2 separate regions of the Ovis aries genome follow, and region 2 is linked to region 1. The links are chromatin contacts, called in public Hi-C maps. All regions are on one chromosome and are shown on one strand. The core of a region is the stretch at or near the end of the contact, and the rest is flanking DNA. Distances in the headings are between cores, read along the strand shown.

Region 1 (6,283 bases), core at 1,041-3,540:
CTAAGAAGCATTTGCATAATGAAGGAAGCTATCAACAACATGAAAAGGCCACCTACTGAATGAGAGAAGATATTTGCAAATGATATATCCTACAAGGAGTTAACGTCCAAAATATGCAAAGCACTCATACAGCTCAACGTCCAAAAGCCAAACGACTCAATTAAAGGTGGACAGAGCGTCTGAGTAGAGCCATCTCTAGAAGTTCTGGAAAAAACAGACAAAACTTCAGTGTTGAAGGAACGAACTTCCATGGCAGGTGCCAAGGCATAGGAGGGACTCTGCTTCTGAAATTTCCGGAGGTGGCAAGTGGCAGAGACGGGAGCCAAGAGAGAGGTGCGATGACCCCGTGGGACCATGACGCTACTTGTCCAGGAGTCTTTCCACCATGGACAGGAAGCAGAGTGGGTTTCAAGGCCTGAGAAGGGGTCAGATGAGGAGAGGGATTACAGAGTCCCAGGTGTCAGGATGAGGGGTGGGGAGGAGGAGGTAGAGATGTAGGTCACCTCACACATGGTGGACAATATTTCTAAGTATTAATCACCGTGTTTCCCTTTCCTCCTCTGTTCACTGAAGCTCTTTATGGTACCCCAGGGCTCCTCAGTCCCCACCAGCCTTGGCAGAATTGGTGTCAACCATAGTCTTATGGGAAGGAAGTGGGGGAGTGAAAGTGGTTACTGAGTCACCAAGAACAAAGGGAGCTGAGATAGTTTTATGTGTCAATGTGTCTGGGCCAAGGCACCCAGATATTTGGTCAAACATTATTCTAGATGTCTCTGTGAAGATATTCATAGAAGTGATTAGCATTTGAATCAGTAGTCTCTGAGTCGATTGCTCTCCATAGCACGGGTGGGCCTCATTCAATCAGTGGAGGGCCCTAATAGAAAAAGACGGAGGTTCCCCAAAGAAGAGGGAATTCAGTGAGCAAACCACCTTTCGACTCAAACCACAGCCTCAGCTCCTCCCTGAGTCCCCAGCCTGCAGCCCCACTCTGCAGATCTGGGGCTTGCCAGCCTCTGCAATCATGTGAGCCAATTCCTGAAAATAAATCTCTGTGTACCCGCATTGAACTGGCATTGTTTCTCTGGAAATACAGAAGGAAATACTTGACTTTGAAGTTTGAGAGCTGGTCACTCAGCTGGTGTAGTCAGGAGTGAATTTCCCTCACCCCAGACCTGCCATCTATGGGGTCGCACAGAGTCAGACACGACTGAAGTGACTTGGCAGCAGCAGCAGCAGCAGCAGACATGATACAAAGGCATCTTGGGGTTGTAGAAGGGGGTGGAGTGGCCACTCCCAGAGAACCAGGTAGGACCAGGAGGCCCGAGCCTCTCGGTGCCAGGGGTCCAGGTCAAGGGGGTCAGCCCCCCTCGGGAAGGAGTTATGCCCTCCTCTGTCCTGATTAACTCACCTCCCCCATGCTTGTTTGCTGGTTCATCACTCAGTCGTGTCCAACTCTTGGCGACCCCGGGGACTGCAACTTTCCAGGCTCTTCTGTTCAGGGGATTTTTTTCAGGCAAAGATACCGGAGTGGGTTTCCATTTCCTTCTCCAACCTCCCCCTCAAATCGAAGGCCAGAGACGGGAGGGATCATACACTTGACCCTCTGCTGGGAAGGAAGTCTTCCTCCCCGCTCAGCCCTCTCTCTCCCAGCTCCCCTCCCCGCTTGCTCTGGGGGTCTGTCGGACCCCCAGCTCCCCGCCTGCTGACTCCTCCACTTCTGCGGCTGGCATCTTTGAGGGGACCTTTCCACATCCTCTCCCCAGGCCCCTGAAGACACCAACTGGCTTCCCTTTGGGTCCAGCAGGCCTCAGAACGCTTGGCTGGGCCTCTCCCAGGCCCCTAAGCCTCAGGCCTCCTGAAGAGCAGGAGGATGACCCCTGGCTCACAGCACCGCCCAGCCCCCCACCTTCACCCCACCCCCACCACCCCATCCCCTCACAAACCAGGCCCTGAGTTACACACAGAGGAGGAAGCCAGGGCCACAAACCTCACTCAGTCATAAATGTCTGGGGTCTGTGGAGTTAGGTAAGGTGCCTGGCGAGGTGGGTGCTGTCAACCTGGCCAGCAGTCTCTTGACTGCTGTCTGGAGGGCCAGAGCAGGGACGGGGGGTGGGGGTGGCGCTCCAGTTGGCAGATGGCGTCAGTGACGCTCCCTGTTGGTTTATCAACCTTGGTTTGAAAGACCCTGGTCATTTCTGGAAATAACCTGAAGGGGTCAGATTCTGAGCCTTGTCATTCCCTGCCACCAGGGGGAGCCTCGAACTCCGCCCTCCGCCCGGGAGTCGTGTGTGACCTGCGGCCCAGCTTGTCACTTTCCAAGAGTCTCCGCTCACAGTTTCCTGTACTAACGAGGTCAGCAGGAAGGGACGCAATTTCCCCAGGGGTCCAAGGGCTCACGGAGTCCATGAACTCTGCTCCAGGATGTCCCGGGAGTACCACAGGCCTGGCAGTGGGCCACTCTCCCCTTCCGCTGAAGATGAAACGGGCCAGAAAATCAAATGGACTTGAACTGCCACCGGGAAGAATGAAGCTCGATTTTGCGGAGAATTGGGTGACGGACACTCACAGCCACGAAAACAATGAGAGTCCTTCACCAAGATCGTTAAGGACACCGGAAAATATTCATAATACAATGTTAAGTAAAAAGAAAGCAAGAGAAAAACAAACGAACAAAACTCAGTAAACTGGAGATGCTGGTTCCAGCTATGGAAAAAGCTTTATCTTGAGAAATCACCAAATACGAAGACCGCGGATTTGGGTGGCAAATCTTCCTTCCACTTTATCCTTTGTGACCACATACTACTTTTATGAGAATAAAGATTAAGTAAATCAAAATGACAGCGCTGGTTCTGGACGGTGTGTGTGAAGTCCCACGGGGCAGCTTGGCTTTATGTGGATGGCTGGTGGCGTTGCAGTTGACGCCTCCCCCAGCTCTCCTCCCTCGGGATTCGTGAGGAAGAGACGGACGTTTTTTCTTTAACTGAAAAGTAATACATCCACAGAGTAAGAAGTCAGCCAGCAGGATGCAAAACAAGTTTTCCTGCCGTGGCAGACCTGCCCACATACCCCACCCACTGTCGCAGCGTGTATAGTATAAGTCGCTCAGTCGTGTCCGACTCTGTGTGACCCCATGAACTGTAGTCCACTAGTCTCCTCTGTCCTTGGGATTCTCTAGGCAAGAATACTGGAGCGGGTGGCCATTCCCTTCTCCAGGGGATCTTGCTGATCCAGGGATCGAACCCGCGTCTGCCTGCACTGCAGGTGGTCTCCTGCATTACAGGTGGATTCTTTACTATCTAAGCCACCAGGGCAGTCCCCCCACTGGCCCAGGGCCAGCATATTATGTATTCTTGCAAAACTTTCTGCACATACGCAAGCATATTTTTGTAGCTCTTTTCTTTTTTACCCTGTTGTACACCTTGTTTTTTCACGTAGTGATGTTTCTGAACATTTCATGGAGCCTTTTCTTTGTATCTGCCATACTGTTCCTTTTAAAGCCAGCATACTATTCCTATAGCCTAGCCAGTGCATGGGACCAGTCGCCTGTTGACAGGTACTTAGACTGTTAACAACATTTGCTGTCACAAACGACATGACAGCCTGCACACTGGCCATTCATCTTTGGGCTCTGTGCAGTCAGGTATCGGCAAGATACACACCCTGATCTTAAGAGCAACTTTAGGGTAAGGGGCCAGTAAGTATTACCCAGTGGCTCAGCGGTAAAGAAGCTGCCTGTCGATGTAGGAGCTGCGGGTCTGATTCCTGGGTCGGGAAGATCCCTTGGAGAAGGAATTGGCAACCCACTCCAGTATTCTTGCCTGGAGAATCCCATGGACAGAGGACCTGTTGGACTACAGTCCATGGAGTCACACACACACACACACACACACACACACACACACACCAGTAAGTAGCTTGAGTTTCTGCAGATGTTCTGAATGATTTCATCAGGTCAACACATCAGATTCCATCCAGACTGAGATGTAATTGCACTCATCTCACACAATAGCAAAGTAATGCTCAAAATTCTCCAAGCCAGGCTCCAACAGTACGTGAACCGTAAACTGCCAGATGTTGAAGCTGGTTTTAGAAAAGGCAGAGGAACCAGAGATCAAATTGCCAACATCCACTGGATCACAGAAAAAGCAAGAGAGCTCCAAAAAAAAACCATCTACTTCTGCTTTATTGACTATGCCAAAGTCTTTGACAGTGTGGATCATAACAAAGTGTGGGAAATTCTTAAAGAGATGGGAATACCAGACCACCTGACCTGACTTTGTAGGTTAAGAAGCAATAGTTAGAACTGGACATGGAACCACAGATTGGTTCCAAATAGGGAAAGGACTACATCAAGTCTGTGTATTGTTACCCTGCTTATTTAACTTATATGTAGAGTACATCATGTGAAATGCTTGGCTGGATGAAGCACAAGTTGGAATCAAGATTGCCAGGCAAAATATCAATAACCTCAGATATGCAGATGACACCACTCTTATGGCAGAAAGCAAAGAACTAAAGAGCATCTTGATAAAAGTGAAAGACGAGAGTGAAAAAGTTGACTTAAAACTCAATATTCAGAAAACTAAGATCATGGCATCCAGTCCCATCACTTCATGACAAATAATAGATGGGGAAGCAATGGAAACAGTGAGAGACTTTGGCGGAGGGGTTCAAAATCACTGCAGATGGTGACTGCAGCCATGAAATTAAAAGACACTTGCTCTTCGGATAAAAGCTCTGACCAACCTAGACAGCATATTAAAAAGCAGAGGCATTACTTTGCCAACAAAGGTTCATCTAGTCAAAGCTATGGTTTTTTCAGTAGTCATGTATGGATGTGAGAGTTGGACTCTAAAGAAGGCTGAGCACCAAAGAACTGATGCTTTTGAATGGCGGTGTTGGAGAAGACTCTCGAGATTCCCTTGGACTGCAAAGAGATCCAACCAGTCATCCTAAAGGAAATCAACCCTGAACATTTATTGGAAGGATGGATGCTGAAGCTGAAGCACCAATACTTTGGCCACCTGATGGGAAGAGCCAACTCATTGGAAAAGACCCTGATGCTGGGAAAGATTGAGGGCAGGAGGAGAAGGGGATGACACAGGATGAGATGGTTGGATGGCATCACCAACTTGATGGACATGAGTTTGAGTAAGCTCTGGGAGTTGGTGATGGACAGGGAAGCCTGTCGTGCTGCAGTCCATGGGGCCACAAAGAGTCAGACACAACTGAGCGACTGAACTGTTGGCCCCTGGCACCACTTTCCATTTTATTTTACTAACTGTGCCATCCAGCTTGCAGGATCTCAATTCCCTGACCAGAGGTTGAACCTGGACCACAGCTGAGACAGCGCTGAGCCCTAACCACTGGACTGCCAGGGAGTTCCCTGCAGTAGGATTTTTATGTGACTTTTACCCTCTTATTTTTAAAAAATCCTTTCTGCTATCAGTTTTCTAGATATCCAGGGTATAATACATATAGAATAGTTGACAGGGAAAATACTGGAAGAAGAGTCCCATCAAGTTTCTGTTTCAGTAGCTCAGAATTACATGTCGAGTCAAGTGAAGAAAAAGGTAAGAGAGGAACAGGATCAAGATGATTACAAAGTTCCCCAGCCACAGCAGTGAAAGCCTGGAATCCTCAGCACTAGGCCACCAGGAGATCGTCCTGGCTCCGTTTTAGTGATACCGATTCCATCTTTACTTTCCTTTGTAGGCACCTTCCTTGTACGAAGCCCACACCGAGTGTGTAAAGCCAGGCAGTCAGTGCCCAAGGTAACTGAGTTGCCAGAACAACTGCCACCCTCCGCAGGCTCCCTGACTCCTAGGGTCAGATTTGCCAAACTCTGGAGACAGTAACTCTAACCCTCAGACTTGGGTACACCTGCCCGGCCCACCTGGCCACCCGACTGCCACTGACCTGTCCTCGGGCAGCCGTGCCACCCCGGGCCCCTTTGCCACCGCACCCTCTGTCCTGGCACCTGGCACTTCCAAAGCCTGAGTCGTGATTATTCTCCCTTGGCAAAGCCTGTTGCCGTGTCCTCCCTTAAATGCGTCTTCTGCCCACGGCCGTGGGGATTACGTGCCAGCCCCTTTCCAGCTTCCTGTTCTGTTCCTCTGCCTCTCGGCCCTGGCAGCCAACAGTTCTCTTAGCTGATGCGCCAAAACCCAAACACCCGGTAGATTCCAGCGTTATTCCCATCAGAATCTTCTGCCCAGTGTCCTCAAATGCACTTCCTCCTCCTGTGTGGTTGCCCAGGGTCTCAGGAAACCCTGAGTGTCCT
Region 2 (6,971 bases), core at 2,675-5,174, 250 kb after region 1:
GTATTGGAGTTTCAGCTTTAGCATCAGTCCTTCCAATGAACACTCAGGGACTGGTCTCCTTTAGGATGGACTGGTTGGATCTCCTTGCAGTCCAAGGGACTTGCAAGAGTCTTCTCCAGCACCACAGTTCAAGGGTACTTAGCCAAAAAACTTCACTGTTTTAACTAAAATACTTAACCAAATATTTAACCAAAATATTTAGGAAAGAAAAAAAGATACAGGCAAAGTAACCACATTTCTAACTTCTCAAGGTATTGGCAAATTTTGATTTCCAAATAATAGATATGCCTACTGTCTTTAAAAAATTCACTAAGAGTCACAGAGGTAGCATTTATCATGAAAAAAAACCTCACAGACAGTTAAGTCAAAAGGCGTGCATTTCAGTTCAGTCTCTGAAGCTTTCTGCGTATTACATCAACTAAGTCCTTCAGCTGCTCTGAGTCCCAGTTTGCCCATCTTTAAAACTAAGACCTTAACATGATCTAACCTGCCTCTCTTACAGAATGGGTTATGGCTCAAGGGAAAAATATAAAAGGTTTTGGTTGAATTAGACAGTAAAATTTTCAAGAGCGATGATGACTAACACCTTTGCGGGAGATAAAACAAATACTACCCTGAATGATAATCTGAATCAGCAGGAACTTGAGCCTTTTAGCATAGTTTCCATGTCTTTAGACCCTACATTAATGGCTATTGGGTCTGGAAAAGTATAACTCTGTGTGGCACCATTAATATCATTCCTGAAATACTACAGGTAAAATGAGATTAAATTTCTCAACCACAAAATTTTTTCTTACTAAGTCCATGAGACTACACTGCTTTTCTTTTCAAGTGTTCTTAGTATTCTTTGGTTATTATGCAAATTTTATCTTCTGACTAAAAAGACCAAATAAATGCTTTAGTTATTAGTTATTTTTTAAAACTATGTTCCTACACACAACACAAAGATAGGCATTTTGTGTGGGTATTTTGATACTAAACTTCTCAGATTAAAAATTTCCTTTTCTCTCTTTATTTAAAACACACATAACATGGCACATCATGCAAACAAGCACCAACCTCATCTTCAGAGCCTGGAACTGCTGGAGAAGAAGCGCCAACTGCTGCTGCTGCTGGGAAGACAGTGCTGCTTTCTGCTGCTGGGCCAGAACTTGCGCATACTGTTGTCTTCAAAAAGTAAAACATGGTATAACCTGTCTATCCACATTTAGTTCACTTTACAGAGACATTACAAGACAAAGTTCACCCCCCACACCAACAAAAGAAAACCCCATTGGAAATAGCTATCAAATATATTTTTATAATACTTCACAATAGTCACACCAACAGTTCTATATGTTATTCTAGAAAGAACTAAACTAATAGATGACATGCTGCTGAGTGAAAACAAAAAAATTTAAAGGAATGTAAAAAACTGGAAAACTCCTTTAGGATGTTAATAACCTTTTATCAGAAAATAAAACAGGTTCAAAATAATAGCTATTTCCACATGAAGAACTCTTTGCAAAAATAAAATCCCACTTGTATAAAAATCCTCAAATTTATACGTTTCGGCTTGGAAAATTTTAGGTTAACATTTTTTTCACTAGAACAGAGGTGGACAATTTTTTCCTGTAAAGAGCCAGACAGTAAATATTTTTGGCTTTGCAGGCCATTCACAACTACTCAATTCTACCTCTGTAGTGCGAAAGCAGTCATAGATAATACACAAACAAATGGGTATGACTCAGTTCCAGTAAAACTCTGCTTAGGAAAACAGGTAGCCATTCAGTCTGCCAACCTCTGCACCACATGATAACAAATCTTACTTCTTCCACGAAAAGGACTCACAATCTAAGTGATTCCATACCACTACTAATAGCGTAAACTTCTACTTCTTTTCTGCCTTCTCATCTACTTTTTCTCTGTGGCAAAGCTGAGCCATCCAGAGGGCAATTAATTTTTAAAATCACTGATTCTTGCTTTAGCAGTTAAATACATTGCAAAATTAGTTACGTGTCACCTTCTGCAAACTTCCAATATTCAAGAAACAAGCTAAGACCAAACTTAGGATGTATAGTGGCACTATGCCACTAGCTGGATGATTGAAGTATCCCATACACTTAGATTTCTGCTGGAAAGATGAAATTTGGGAGCATATTGCATCTGAAGGCCCTTTGGCGCTACAGGGCAGCCTACCACATTACTGCTCTTACTGTATGAGGAACTGCTGATACTGAAGGTGCTGCATCTGGTACAAGGCTGTGAGTTCCTGCTGCCGGGTCAGTCGTTCCTGGTCCAGCTCTCCCTGGGAACGAAGGGGTGGAGGAAAGAAATACCAGTAAATAAACTGAAAGAGCCTAAAAGCCATTTAGTACTTACATTCAGTACTCCTAGACTTCTTTTGCCCCACTTAACTATTAAAAAAAAAAAAAGTCAGGCACCTTTAGAAACGAAGCAGTGCCATCTAGTGGAAGAAGGTGGTGTTGGCACTTCAAGAGATTCCCCGAGGTGGGAAAAGGGTCCCTATTTTAGCTCTTCTTCTCTCTAGCCCTTGAGGCTGAACATTTTTCTGTAATCCAGAGTTCATACTATAACTAAAAAATAACCAGGGACCTCCCTGGTGGTCCAGTGGCTAAGACTCCACGTTCCAAGGCAGGAGACCAGCGTTTGATCCCTGGTTAGGGAATTATATCCCACATGCTGCAACTGAAGATCCTGAGTGCCACAATTAAGACTGGCACGGCCAAACAAATAATTTAAAAAAAATCCGTTCTCTGAATCTTAGAAGTGATTTATAAACTTGGAGATTATGTAAAAACTAGAGAAGCAGGACAAAACAGAATGGAGTAAAATTAAATGCTATGGTAAGAATTTTACAGTAGCACTAACAAATACAGGGAGCCAACGTATGTCTTCTTAAAGAGGATGAGACATTTAAAATTAAATGGAATATAAAAGAGCTTTCACAACTGTTTAACTCTCTATCCAAAAATTAGAGGTGCTTCTATTGCTTTTAATACATCACAAGTTTAAAAGTAAGGGGTAGAAAAAACTTTTTTAGCTTATATATAAAATAACATGGATGGAATTTAAATTGTGGAAGACAAAAGTAGGGGAAAAATGAAAGGTGAAATATAAGATAGAAATTAAAGCATAAGGGTGACACAGACTAAAATTAAGACAAATCATTAATGAACGGTTTATATCTTTACTGCACACTGATTACAGTCCAGAAAAACACATTTGATGTATGACTCCTTTGAGTGAGGTTCACCTGAAACTCAAGGACATTTTTCTTTCTCATTTAACTATTCATGGATAAAAGCTACAGTAGGTTAGTCGACAATTAACTTAAGGGCAAAGGCAATACCTGACAGGAAGCAGAGCTTCCCACAGTCTTTCCCCTTAGTTGGGTCTGACTGAGGCTCATCCCCTATAACTGGGAGTTAGGAAATGGATTAGAGCTAGCACGCCAAGATCCAAGAGGCCAGCTGTCAGCTCTCAAACGTGCCAGATAAAAACGCATCCCAATTTCTGAGTAGATGGTAAAAGTACAATTTACATACAATCATATAAGAATTTTTTCTGGATTTACAACAGAAATGTCAGGGTAATTCCCTAGGACTCTTCATTGCTCTGCAAACTATAGGAGGTCTCAACCCATCAGTGGACAGTGAAATTAATTATTGGGTCAAGATAAACATTTACATACTGGGGGGGGGGGGAGAAGAAACAGAAAGAATATATGTACACGGCACCAAATGTTTCATGAAACTTACTTCAGATACATCCGCAAGTTAATGAATATATGAAGCAGTAATACGAAAGTCTTCTGTTTTTTTACTATCTGCTACGGTCAAAACAATGTGACAGCCACTGTTCTCACTTATGAACTCTCTTGGCTACAGATGCTGCAAATGACTCACTCATCTTTCTCTCATAAGAACCTAACACAGCCCTGGCACAGATCCTCAATTACATAATTGGTGAATAAATCCATGGGTCTTACTGTAGAAATCCAGTGTTCAGACTAAAGATTTCTGACTATGTTCACTTAAGACTATGGCCAGCAATCAGACACTCCAACCTGGAAAATGGAAAAGTGAGGCACAGATCCAAAGGAACTCAACAGGCAGAGGCCCAGCAGCAGCTGCAAAAAAGACTTCCCCTTCAAAGGTCTCCAGCCTCAGCATACTAAAAGGGTTACATTATGATCCAATTTTTAGTTAAATATCAGTAACATATTTTAAAAGGGCTTCCCTGGGGGCTTAGATGGTAAAGAATCTGCCTAAAATGCAGGAGACTGGGGTTGGATCCCTGGGTTGTGAAGATCCCCTGCAGAAAGAAACGGCAAGCCACTCCGGTATTCAATCCACTCTGTCCATGGAGAATCCCATGGACAGCAGAGCATGGCGGGCTACAGGCCATGGGGTTGCAAAGAGGCACGTATTTTTTAAAAAGGTAAATAAATGGAGGGGAGAATGGGCCTTCTAACTAGAAGCAATGAGAAACTCTAAGTCAGTTGTGTTGAAGCACAGTAGATAAAGGTAAAAGCTCTGAAATGAACTTGGAAAGGTAAGGAGCCTAAACATGCATGAACTGGTAGGGAGGCCAAGACAAAATATTCTTCCTTTAGCACATGCTAACAGTGGAAACAGTGTCAGACTTTATTTTGGAGGGCTCCAAAATCACTGCAGATGGTGACTGCAGCCATGAAATTAAAAGACGCTTACTCCTTGGAAGGAAAGTTATGACTAACCTAAATAGCATATTCAAAAGCAGAGACATTACTTTGCCAACAAAGGTCTGTCTAGTCAAGGCTATGGTTTTTCCAGTGGTCCTGTATGGATGTGAGAGTTGGACTGGGAAGAAAGCTGAGTGCCGAAGAATTGATGCTTTTGAACTGTGGTGTTGGAGAAGACTCTTGAGAGTCCCTTGGACTGCAAGGAGATCCAACCAGTTCATTCTAAAGGAGATCAGTCCTGAGTGTTCATTGGAAGGACTGATGCTAAAGCTGAAACTCCAACACTTTGGCCACCTCATGTGAAGAGTTGACTCATTGGAAAAGACTCTGATGCTGGGAGGGATTGGGGGCAGGAGGAGAAGGGGCCGATAGAGGATGAGATGGCTGGATGGCATCACTGACTCGATGGACATGAGTTTGGGTGAACTCCAGGAGTTGGTGATGGACAGGGAGGCCTGGCGTGCTGCAATTCCTGGGGTCACAAAGAGTCGGACACGACTGAGTGACTGAACTGAACTGATAAAGCTAGTGGAGGATTCTATTATTTTAGAATGAGTGTGGGGTATGTGTGAGTGTGTTGAGAGAGAGACAGAAAGGAAGAGGAGGACAGGCACAGACATCTGAGTTTTAAAAGATCATTATAGCTACATATGTAGGCTGAGTCAGACTTCCCATCGTCATCTGGTCAATTACTTTCAAGGAACTACAGTTTCTTCTTCAAGAGACGTAACATCTAGAGCAAGTGCTTCTGGGTCTACTGTGTTCCGAGTGAGGCATAAGTTACTTACCATATGTGGAGGGGGAGCTGGTCCGGGAGAGAAAGGAACCCTTCCCCACATTTTCATGATATCACCAAGAGGCTGGAAGCTTTCATCACATGCTCTCTTTACCAACAAAGACATAGTGAAATAGCCAGCCTGAAACCATTCTGCCATCTCCTGATTATTGAAGGGACCTATAATAACAATAATTAAACAGAAGGGCAATAAAAATCCTTTCAAGCTAAAAAGGAAAAAAATATTTCCTGGGTCTGATCCTCACCCAGATAGAGGTTAACAACTTGTTTCAGGTGACTCCTGATCATAATTTATCAGGAAAAGTGGTGAACAGACTTCAAACTAATAAAATACTACAGAAACAATTTAGAAATAAGCCTTATGTATATACATCCTAATTTCTCAGCAGTGTTTTAACTATTTTAAAGAGCATAATTGTCTCCAACTTGCTCAGTCTCTAAAGCTCATTTCAGAAAAGCATTCACACTGAAAGAGTGAGTATTTGTTAGATCTGGTATCACACAGGCACAGAGAATATAAACATGCATGGCTGAATATGCTCTTCTCCAATTTTCATTTCCCGTCAGAGCTTGTTGGAAGTTGGGCAAACTATAAACAATAATTAAATTAAGAAAGATGACCAATTTTTTATTATTTATCTGAGGTAAGACTAAATTGGGCCTTGGTAAGAGGGAAAAAACTAACATTTTCTGGATCTTTTACAATAAGAAATAACCAAATACTTTATACATAAAATTAATGAACACACTCTGATCAATAACTAGTGATTCAGGAAGTATTTGTTGCTGTTGTTCAGTTGCCAAGTCATGCCCACTCTTTGAGAGCCCATGGACTACAGCACGCCAGGGTTCCCTATTCTTCACTATCTCCCTGGGTTTGATCAAATTCATATCCAGTGAGTCGGTGATGCTCTCTGTCTCATCCTCTGCTGCCCTCTTCTCCTGCCCTCAATCGTTCCCAGCATCAGGGTCTTTTCCAATGAGTCAGTTCTTCACATCAGGTGGCTGAAGTATTGGAGCTTCAGCATCAGTCCTTCCAATGAATATTCAGTGTTGATTTCCTTTAGGACTGACTGGTTTGATCTCTTTGCTATCCCAGGGATCTCAAGAGTCTTCTCCAACACCACAATTCACAAACAGCATTCTTCAGTGCTCAGCCTACTTTATGGTCCAACGCTCACATCTGTACGTAACTACTGGAAAAACCATACTTTTGACTATATAGACCTTTGTCAGCAAAGTGATGTCTCTGCTTTTTAATATGCTGTGTAGGTTTGTCTTAACTTTCCTCCCAAGGAGCAGCAACTTATAATTTCATGGATGCAGTTACTGTCCACAATGATTCTGGAGCCCAAGAAAAGAAAATCTGTCACTGTTTCCCACTTTTTCTCCTTCTATTTGCCATGAAGTGATGGGACTGGATATCATGATCTTCGTTTTTTGAATGTT

The links. A called contact is a pair of places that touch in the nucleus more often than the background predicts.
Region 2: a contact with region 1 is called in a Hi-C map of tail adipose tissue, with 4 times the contacts expected there. The contact joins two enhancer-like sites. A contact is called at or near these places in 3 of 16 Hi-C or Micro-C datasets (hypothalamus, muscle and tail adipose tissue).

The regions. Positions count from the first base shown.
Region 1 is chr1:7,911,306-7,917,588 of ARS-UI_Ramb_v3.0, forward strand. No RefSeq gene overlaps it. Among named protein-coding and RNA genes, the nearest start is that of INPP5D, 9.7 kb to the left of the region's middle. Within about 2 kb of position 2,291, at least 6 of the 54 cell types and tissues checked have an H3K27ac peak or open chromatin away from gene starts, as enhancers often do. A contact at or near this core is called in tail adipose tissue, where this site is marked.
Region 2 is chr1:8,158,542-8,165,512 of ARS-UI_Ramb_v3.0, forward strand. GIGYF2 (GRB10 interacting GYF protein 2) reads right to left here. Exons shown (of 28, transcript XM_060399252.1): 14 at 5,515-5,681; 15 at 2,196-2,287; 16 at 1,060-1,167. Among named protein-coding and RNA genes, the nearest start is that of KCNJ13, 30 kb to the right of the region's middle. Within about 2 kb of position 3,925, at least 1 of the 54 cell types and tissues checked has an H3K27ac peak or open chromatin away from gene starts, as enhancers often do. A contact at or near this core is called in tail adipose tissue, where this site is marked.